Regions from separate parts of the Gossypium hirsutum genome. Here regions 1 and 3 are each linked to region 2. The links are chromatin contacts, called in public Hi-C maps. All regions are on one chromosome and are shown on one strand. Each heading gives the region's core, a stretch centred on a gene start, on an enhancer-like site or on the middle of the called end of the contact. The rest is flanking DNA. Distances are from core to core; before and after follow the strand shown.

Evidence for each region. A called contact is a pair of places that touch in the nucleus more often than the background predicts.
Region 1: a contact with region 2 is called in a Hi-C map of leaf, with 2.3 times the contacts expected there. The contact joins the promoter of LOC107915847 here to the enhancer-like site in region 2. A contact is called at or near these places in 2 of 34 Hi-C or Micro-C datasets (fibers and leaf).
Region 3: a Hi-C map of leaf shows a contact between it and region 2, with 2.1 times the contacts expected there. The contact joins two enhancer-like sites. A contact is called at or near these places in 2 of 34 Hi-C or Micro-C datasets (fibers and leaf).

The regions. Positions count from the first base shown.
Region 1 is chrD10:42,583,659-42,586,454 of Gossypium_hirsutum_v2.1, reverse strand. LOC107915847 (ethylene-responsive transcription factor 1B) reads right to left here and starts at 1,430. Exons shown (of 1, transcript XM_041102481.1): 1 at 470-1,430. The coding sequence starts at 1,099. The coding sequence ends at 500.
Region 2 is chrD10:42,484,595-42,487,523 of Gossypium_hirsutum_v2.1, reverse strand. No RefSeq gene overlaps it. Among protein-coding and RNA genes, the nearest start is that of LOC107915847, 99 kb to the left of the region's middle. Within about 2 kb of position 1,678, at least 3 of the 9 cell types and tissues checked have an H3K27ac peak or open chromatin away from gene starts, as enhancers often do. A contact at or near this core is called in leaf, where this site is marked.
Region 3 is chrD10:42,608,165-42,611,144 of Gossypium_hirsutum_v2.1, reverse strand. No RefSeq gene overlaps it. Among protein-coding and RNA genes, the nearest start is that of LOC107915847, 25 kb to the right of the region's middle. Within about 2 kb of position 1,409, at least 5 of the 9 cell types and tissues checked have an H3K27ac peak or open chromatin away from gene starts, as enhancers often do. A contact at or near this core is called in leaf, where this site is marked.

The DNA of each region.
Region 1 (2,796 bases), core at 181-2,680, 99 kb before region 2:
TTTAAGTATCAATTAAGTTGGTATCATTGTAATCAAATCAAATTAAACATGTAATATCTTCAAATGTATGAATAATTTAGGAATTGTATAAAAAATTTATAATATATTGATCTCAACACATATTTATATTTATGTTAGAGCATAAGGGTGATAATGCAAAGATATTATTCTCTTTGGATATTGTGAATACCTCATAATTTTGTATTCCAATCTAAACAGCTAATTCCTAAATAGACGAAATCATTGCATTTGAAAAATTTTGCATAGAAAAACTCATACCTATTTAAAATAGGTATCTATTATTATATTGAAATATTTCGCTGAATTATTATCACTTTCAAACTAGATTATCAACTCAATAATAAATTTACCAAAAACCTTTCGCTATAATCTTATTTTAGATTAATTTTGTGTTTTCATATAAAATCTAAAAATATACTTTTGCATGCCAAAATATTAAGAATAAATAGAGATGAACAATAGTATATGTTGGTGTGAATTAGTAAGGTGAAGCAGTTTGAGTCAAAAGTTGTTCCAAGTAATCTGCACCTAAATCCTCAATCACCATCACATTGTTTATCCTCGCATCTCTTTCCTTCTTACTTCTACTGGTCCTTTTCCTTCTCATAGAATGTGTTCTCTTTAAAGCCACCACCGGCGAACACCCTTCTTCTTGGTTACACTTCATTTCCTCCAGTGACTCCCTCACTCTTTCCACAGGAAAGTTGAGTATGGCGGCGCTGCCTCTCATAGCAAAAGCGGCTTGATCATAAGCCAGAGCTGCTGCCTCTGCACTCTCAAATGTTCCAAGCCATACCCTTGTCCCATGCCTGGTTGAGTCCCTTATCTCCGCCGCGAACTTCCCCCACGGCCGCCTTCTTACTCCTCGGTAAGACTTTTCTTTCGTCGGACTACCCTTTTCCGTTGAGCTTGATGTTTCCGTTTTGACCTCGGTGAGTAGGCCATATAAAAGCATCTCCTCGGAGTCGTTTTCGTTGAAAGGAAGAGAGTTGTGGTTGAACGGAGAAAATTCCGGCGACCCGAATGATGATTCCGATGAGGAAATGGAATTTGGGGACTCAAGCAGGAAAGAATCCATTGATCTGCTCTGTTTTTATTTTTTCAACTCTGTTTTTTTTGGTGCAAGTGTAGGGGGTTTAAAGCAGAGCAGTAGTTTAAGATTTGGCTCCTTTATATACTTCAAATTAAGGGAGGGAGGAATTAAACGTAAAATACGACAGCGTAAAAAGGATTAACTAGTGGCGAGGGAAGATGACGTGGCATTATTTTATTGAATATTTTTAAGGTTAAATGAACACGGGGTTAATTGGAGCAAGGCGGCTAAGTCAAAGCAAGTGACGTCACTACATGATCTCAGCTTTGGTTGGGAAGCTACCATGGGGTCTTGTCCACGTGGATGATGGTGACAACTCAGCTTGGCAGTTGGAAATAACGGTTTATATTATGTGAATAAAAATTCGAAAAATAAAATAAAAAAAAGTCTCATAAGTGTTACAAGTATCAAACTATTATAACACGGATTAATCAAGCACTTACATAATGAAATCAAACAATTATAAGTGTAAATAAATTTAAAACTATCACAATTCAGACAAAAGTTAATAAACTGGACTAAAACCCAAACATAATAATTACACATTATGAAACTTGAAGACCACATATATATATATATAATAAATCTCAAACTTAGATACTCAAAATTTAAGAGCTCTCATTTTGTCAACTAAATCAAAGTATTAATGATATCTAATTTTCTTTTTTAAAGAAGGTATGAATTTTTTGAAAATCAAACTAAAAATTAATATTAATTAAAAACTTCAAACATAATTTTTTATCACATAATTCATAATTAAATAGATGAATTCATTTTTTAACACTAATGAGCTTCACCTTTTTTTAATATAATATTTGATTTGCATTGTTAGGAATGGATATGCATTTTATTTATGGTTGTTCAATGAATGGGGGCAAACATGCAGAGGACTTAGTCACACATGTCCCGACAATGAAAAGCACCATCTGTTTAGTATCAATTCTACCATCTATTTTGTGTCAAATTCCTCTTGTAGATGGAAATTGGAAAAAAACAAAAAGAAAAGAAATAACTGCAATGGCTTCATCAGGTTGGATTGAATTAAGATGTTAAAAATAATTAATTATTTTAAATTTTGATTAACTGAATTCGATCCTCTATGCTCATATTTATATATTTTTGTTAATTTAAATAAAATAATAATTAAATTGAATTAAAAAATATGTATATAATACATAAAAAAAACAGGTAAAAACAAATTATTATAAATTTGATTTAAGTAGTAGAGTTTAAGCTCAGCCTATATTTTAAACAAACAGAAATTTTTTTTCAAAATTAATTTTTCAGACCTAATTTCTTTTTATTCAAATATTCTTAAATATTGGATATAAATTCGAGTTTGAACAAATAGATTCAGCATTACAATTTTTATTACATATTGTTTAAATTATTTCTAACCTTAAACTTATGCACTTAATCGTATTCCAACTTATATATATTGCTGAAACAATAACAACATCAATTGAAAGAATGAAACAATGGACGATGACAGGTTGAGTCCTCAATCATACAACGCTTGTTTAGTATTTCATTATCCCCCGAGCCATTCACGGAGGAATTGAGGCAAAAATAGAGAGAAGGAAAAACTTGTTAAATTGATATAAATATATGACATCAATCTTAATTTAAGTGTAAACATGATGGTTCCTCTTAATAAAAGTCAAGATGACCCATGACTGCAA
Region 2 (2,929 bases), core at 429-2,928:
CAAATTTCAACCAAAGAGATGGTATTGTAGGTTCATTAATGCAAAGAGAGTTGATTCTCTTAGCAAGTATTTGGGGCTCAAAATGGGAAACTGCACAAGAAGGAAGAGTTCTTCAACAATCTTTTTGATAAAGTCAACAATAAGCTGGCCTCTTAGAAGTCTAAATGATAATAAATTGGTAGTGGGCTCACTCTTATTAAATCCACTCTAACCTCACTCCCCTTTTACCCACTTTATACTTTGAGGCCCCAACAAACATTTGTTGAGAAATTTACAAAAAAAAATCAGAACCTTTTGAAGGGGTTATGATACAAGCACTAAAAATCATCTTTGTCATTAGGATAAACTTTGCACTCCCACCTTTCAAGGGGGCTTAGGAATCCATAAGACTAAGCTCTTTAATGAAACGCTCTTTTCTAAGATTGATTGGCAAAAAATGATAGACCAAAATTTTCTTTTCTTCCTAGTTCTCAGAGGTAAATATTTCAGTTGTGCCCTTTTTGAATTTGTTACCTCTAAACCTTCTTACTCTTGGGTCTAGAAAAGCATTCTACATGGAAGAGATGTTTCTAACAAAGGTAAGGATATCCAGCTCTAGAATGCATAAACAAATAGATCTACCATTGGTTAAATTTGTGAGTATTTTATTAGTTTGGCTCATCTTCAAATCTTTCATCAAGTATTCTTTGTTATTATTTTTACGTAAAATTGTTTTTCTGATTTTTTTATTTTACTTTTAATTTATCTTTTTTAATTAATATTTTTTTTATTTATAAGATAAAATGATAAATATTTACTTATACAATGAAAATGTTTTTTCTCAATATATATCACTATATTAAATATATTTTAGTTTTTAAAAATATCAACTAATTATGTTTATATATTTTTCCTTATATGTAATTTTTATGTATCAAATATTTTTTCACCTATATTGTTGGTATAAGAAATTTTAATATTATAAAATCAAATAATTATTCTAAATATCATATAATTTTGGCTCTTATTATTTATCCATCTCACGTTAAATCGAATTTTTGTTTAAAAGTTTTTAATCGTTCATCATAATTTGATTTGGTTTGATTTGATTTCATTAACAATTTTTCTATATTAATTTTGAATTTTGGATTTTTAAACTTAATTTAACAAAATGAGGTGGTTTTTAAAGATTATTTTGTAAAGTTTCAAAATATTTTTTTATGAATATTTATAAAAATCATTAATTCTCGAGTAAATTAAAAAAATCAATAACTTTTATATGACAATTTTTTGAAAAATATTTTTATATAGAATTTTAATATCATTTTCACTATTTTAAATATAAATTATTTTATTTTTTACATTTTAAAAATTAAAATTAATTTTAAATAAAATAAATTATAATTAATTCAGATAGTCACAATTCTTTAATTTATATTTTAAAATTCACTTGTACAATCTAATTCAAATCGACTTTCGATTTTTCTTTCTAAATTGATAGGATGTGGTGGTTTGCAACTTATAAAGTTCTTTAGTGGTCCAAAACTTGGCCACAAATGAAAATAATAAAATTATAAAAGGATGAATTTTAAGTAGCAAAAAGGAAAACGCCTATTTCAGGTTAATTTGACTTGTAGGGTTAGGCAATGATGGCAGCAGATTCATGGTACATGGCCTGATTTCCCTTGTAATCATCAGCAGAAGACCTACTTTAGCTTTATCTTTTCCCAGCAACTCCTTCCCAACCTCTAATTTCAAGCCGCCACGATGTCTTCCTTTCATTTTAGATTTGTCAAGTAGATACCATATTATTATAATTTTTAAAAAAATATATATTATAGACACTAGTATTCATTCTTATCACATGCACATGTACAAACACACGAAATATTTAAATACAAATATATTTTTAATATAATATATAATAAATAAGTGAAACGTAAAGTTTAAAATTAATTAATAAAATCATGTGTAATATGTATAATATTAAATTAAAAAATAAAATGTATGGTGTTGTGATCAATCTTGATTTAGTACCGAGTTGACTTGTAACACTAACTTAATCAAAAATATTATCAATATAAATAATTAATGGAGGTAATGGAATGTGCATAATAAAATTAAAATATATAAATAAATTGAAATAAAGTTTTAGTTGTGTGGTAAATTAAAATTTTTCTAATTTAATTGATACGGATTCAAATATCACCATATCTTTATTGGTTTTTAAATTAAAAACATATATATGCAAATAATATAACTTATTTTAATTGCAAATGGACATATCCGTAATTTTTCTAACCAAATTGGTAACCTGGTTGAAAGTGATACCAAGTAAAGATATTAAATAACAGTATATATTTTGTACTCTTTAAAAATTAAAAGTAAAATTTAATTTATATACTTTTATTTTTATGAATTTGATTCATTTTTTATTTAGATTTTAAATATTTGGTGTAATTGTTAACAATTTTTATTATTAAATTTGTTAGTATGACATTACTCAATAGTAATGTAACTAAAAAGATAATATTGTAATGAACCTAAATATTTTTTTAAAAGAAAACTAACAAAATTAACAGTTGGACCGAAATTTTAAAATCTGAAAAATATAGGAACTAAATTCCTAAAGGGAATTCAAACACTAATTTCCAAATTTATGAAGAATATAGAAATTTATAATATTTTTCAACTTTAAAAAATTATTAAAATGTGATATAAAAATATAAATTAACACATTAAAATTTATATAAATATATGATATTTTGAATGTGTTTATAATATAATATATATTGAAATATATATATAAGCATAATACAAATATACAAATTATTAAATTTTTTTTTCATTGTTTTACAAAATAAAAACATAATTCTATTTGTTGAAACAAACATAAATTTAATTATATCACTCTTTACTTATTCATCCATTTTTGTCCCATATACCATGT
Region 3 (2,980 bases), core at 160-2,659, 120 kb before region 2:
CTTTGGCATACAAAACATAGGTCTACATACCATACATTTTAATACAAATGTATCCATTTCTATCAAAACCCTAAATAGTTTTTTCAACAAAATCCAAAATGAAGTCATAAACTCATTGAATACAAACATATGCAGTGCATAAACCCCATGCGAATGCAACATATTTCAACAAAGAAATCTAAAAAACCATAAACCCAAATGCCCTTAAATCGAAAAAACCATAAACCAACAAAGAAAGTTAACTGGCCAGGACACCTATTCCATTAGACCTGTAACCGAAAACGTTAGTAGGTGATTGATTTGTCACTTTTTGCTAGTGCTAATGACTGATTTGTTATTTTTTGGAAGTTGATTGTCTAAATTAAAAGTTGAGTGACTGTTGGTGTAATTTACCCTTCAATTTATTAATAAGCCATAAAGGTTGTTTGTCCCCTTGAAAGTTTTATTCTATTCGAAGTTTGGCAAAAATATCAATTTTGAAATATCAATTTAGATTATAGATCAATATTAATTATTTAAATAATATCGATTTGTTAATATTTTATTTATATTGATTTGTTTCAATTTTATTGGTGTACGGTACATGCTTCGAGATATTTATTTTATATTAAAAAAATTATGCTGATTTTAAAAAGTTTAAATAAATATAATATAATATATTAATAATTAATTGCTTCATATGTGTTAGTTTTAAAAATTTTAAATTAATTCTCTAACAAATTATATTTATTCAAAATTAGATTTTAATAAAGTTTATATAAAATAAAATAGTATATTATTTTAAAATTAACTTCTTAATACGTAAAAAAATTCAATTAACTACATCATATGCTTCATATGTGTTACTTTTAAAATTTTCAGTTTACTCAAAAAAATATATTATATTTACTTAATATGAAAAAATTCAGTTAATGTCGATTGAGTCTTAGCTTGATTAGCATGGGTATTGTTGTCAATGCAGGAGGACACCGGTTCGAGTGCGTTGATGTGCATTATCCTTCGATTTATGGGTCGGGGAGGGACTATGGGTAGTTCTAAGTATTGTGTCAAAATAGCAGATATGATCATAACCTATAATGAGATTATTTAAAAAATCAAGTTAATAATCATTTTAATTGCAAAAAGAAAACTATAAAAATAAGGTGGATGAGAGTCTTTTGGGGATTATTATTTTTAAATAAAATAGATTGGGCTTTATTACTTTGAAATCCAAAACAAACAAAAATGAAAAAAAATCTATAAAATTAAAAAAACAAAAAAACTCACGCAAACCCAAATAAAAGGCCCAAACTTATGTAAAAAAAATATCAGAACAAAAAAGAAAATTCCAAAAAGTCTACATCACTATTCCATTGCCCAATCAGCTCAATCCTTAGCAACCGTCCCAACACCTGCAATTAATTTCATTTTTCGACGGTTCAAAAGTACAAAGAGAAGTGAGTAGCATTTCCTTTCATCCTTGACATTAACTCTTTCTTTCTCCATTCTTTACCACCGCATCACCTTCTTTATTCCAGTTCCTTCGCTCTGTCCACTCCCTCCTCTAGGTAAAAGGACTCACCCCCTCTCAGTGTTTCTTTCGTAATCGGTGTGGGCTAACTCATTGGCTGATCTTGGTATATGGCTGAAAAAGATCTTTTGAAATTCGTCTCTCAACTGATGTATATATATGATATAAGCACCAATTAACGATTTATTCAGATGTATTGACTGACATTTCTTAATTGTTGACAATGAATCGCCCTCGTTTATTACTTGCACCCGACCCTGTTCTATACCCATTTGTATTGCTCGATGGCAAGCAATAGCTTCAACAGCGAAGGCTAAAAAAACCCCTTAATTAGTCTCCGCTCGTGAAAGTACCACTTTCCCTTTAGCATTCTTTGCCACAACACTCAAAGCCGATTGAAATCTCTGTCCGTCAAAAGTGCCATCAAAGTTGATTTTAATGGTTGAATCTGATGTTACCCTCTAGCACACCAATCCAGTTTCTTTTGTAATTGTCCTCTTCTCTGTCTCAGTAATCTTTACAATGTAACCCCTGATGAAATGTGCTATATCCCTCCCTGTAGCAAACTCACTCTCATGGACCCTTATGTTCCTATCTCGCCAGATAACCCATAGCGCGTAAAAAAAAGCCATCACTGAGTGATAGAACATGCATCAAATACTCCAGTAAGCCAATGTCCAAACCCAAAATCTTGATTACTTAGGAAATGTGAAAATTTAAGATCTGACCATACTTCAATTGTTACACGGCATACTCGAAACAAATGATCCACTATTTCCTCCTCCCTTTCTCAACGAGGACAGCATGTTGTGTTCACAAGTTTCTTGTATTTCATGTTAGCTAATGTAGGCAAGTAATTCAAAGAAATATTCCAAACTATAATTTTAATTTTCCCAGGGAGCTCCATAGCTTTTTGTAGAAATCACTAGAAATTGATTGTAAAGCGTAAGCACTAGAAACCCTCGAAGTATCTGTAATAGTATATAAGTACTTCGGATGGAGAACTCCCCTGAAGACTCACATCCCACACCAACCAATTATCATGAGCCTCTTTTACCAACGGAATACGGAGGATTTGGGTTGCATCCGACGTCGAGAAGGTATTACTAATTAACTCATGCTTCCATTTTCTTTCATTTGCATCTATAAGTTCTAACACCAATGAATGCTGCAAATTAAGAATAGAAGTAGATAATCTAAAATTATAATTCCCAAGGATCCATGCATCATCGATAATTGAGATTTTTTTTCCCGAACCCACTCTCCAGCCTAACCCTTCCTTTAAAACACCTTTCATATCTCATATGCTTTTCCAAATGTACGATGGACTATTTCCTAACTGAGCACTACTATTTCCTAACTGAGCACTAATAAAATCAGACCTAGGGAAATACTTCACTCTAAGAACACAAGCAAGTAACGAATTTGGAAGGTTTATAAGCCTCCATCCCTATTTAGCCAGCAAAGACA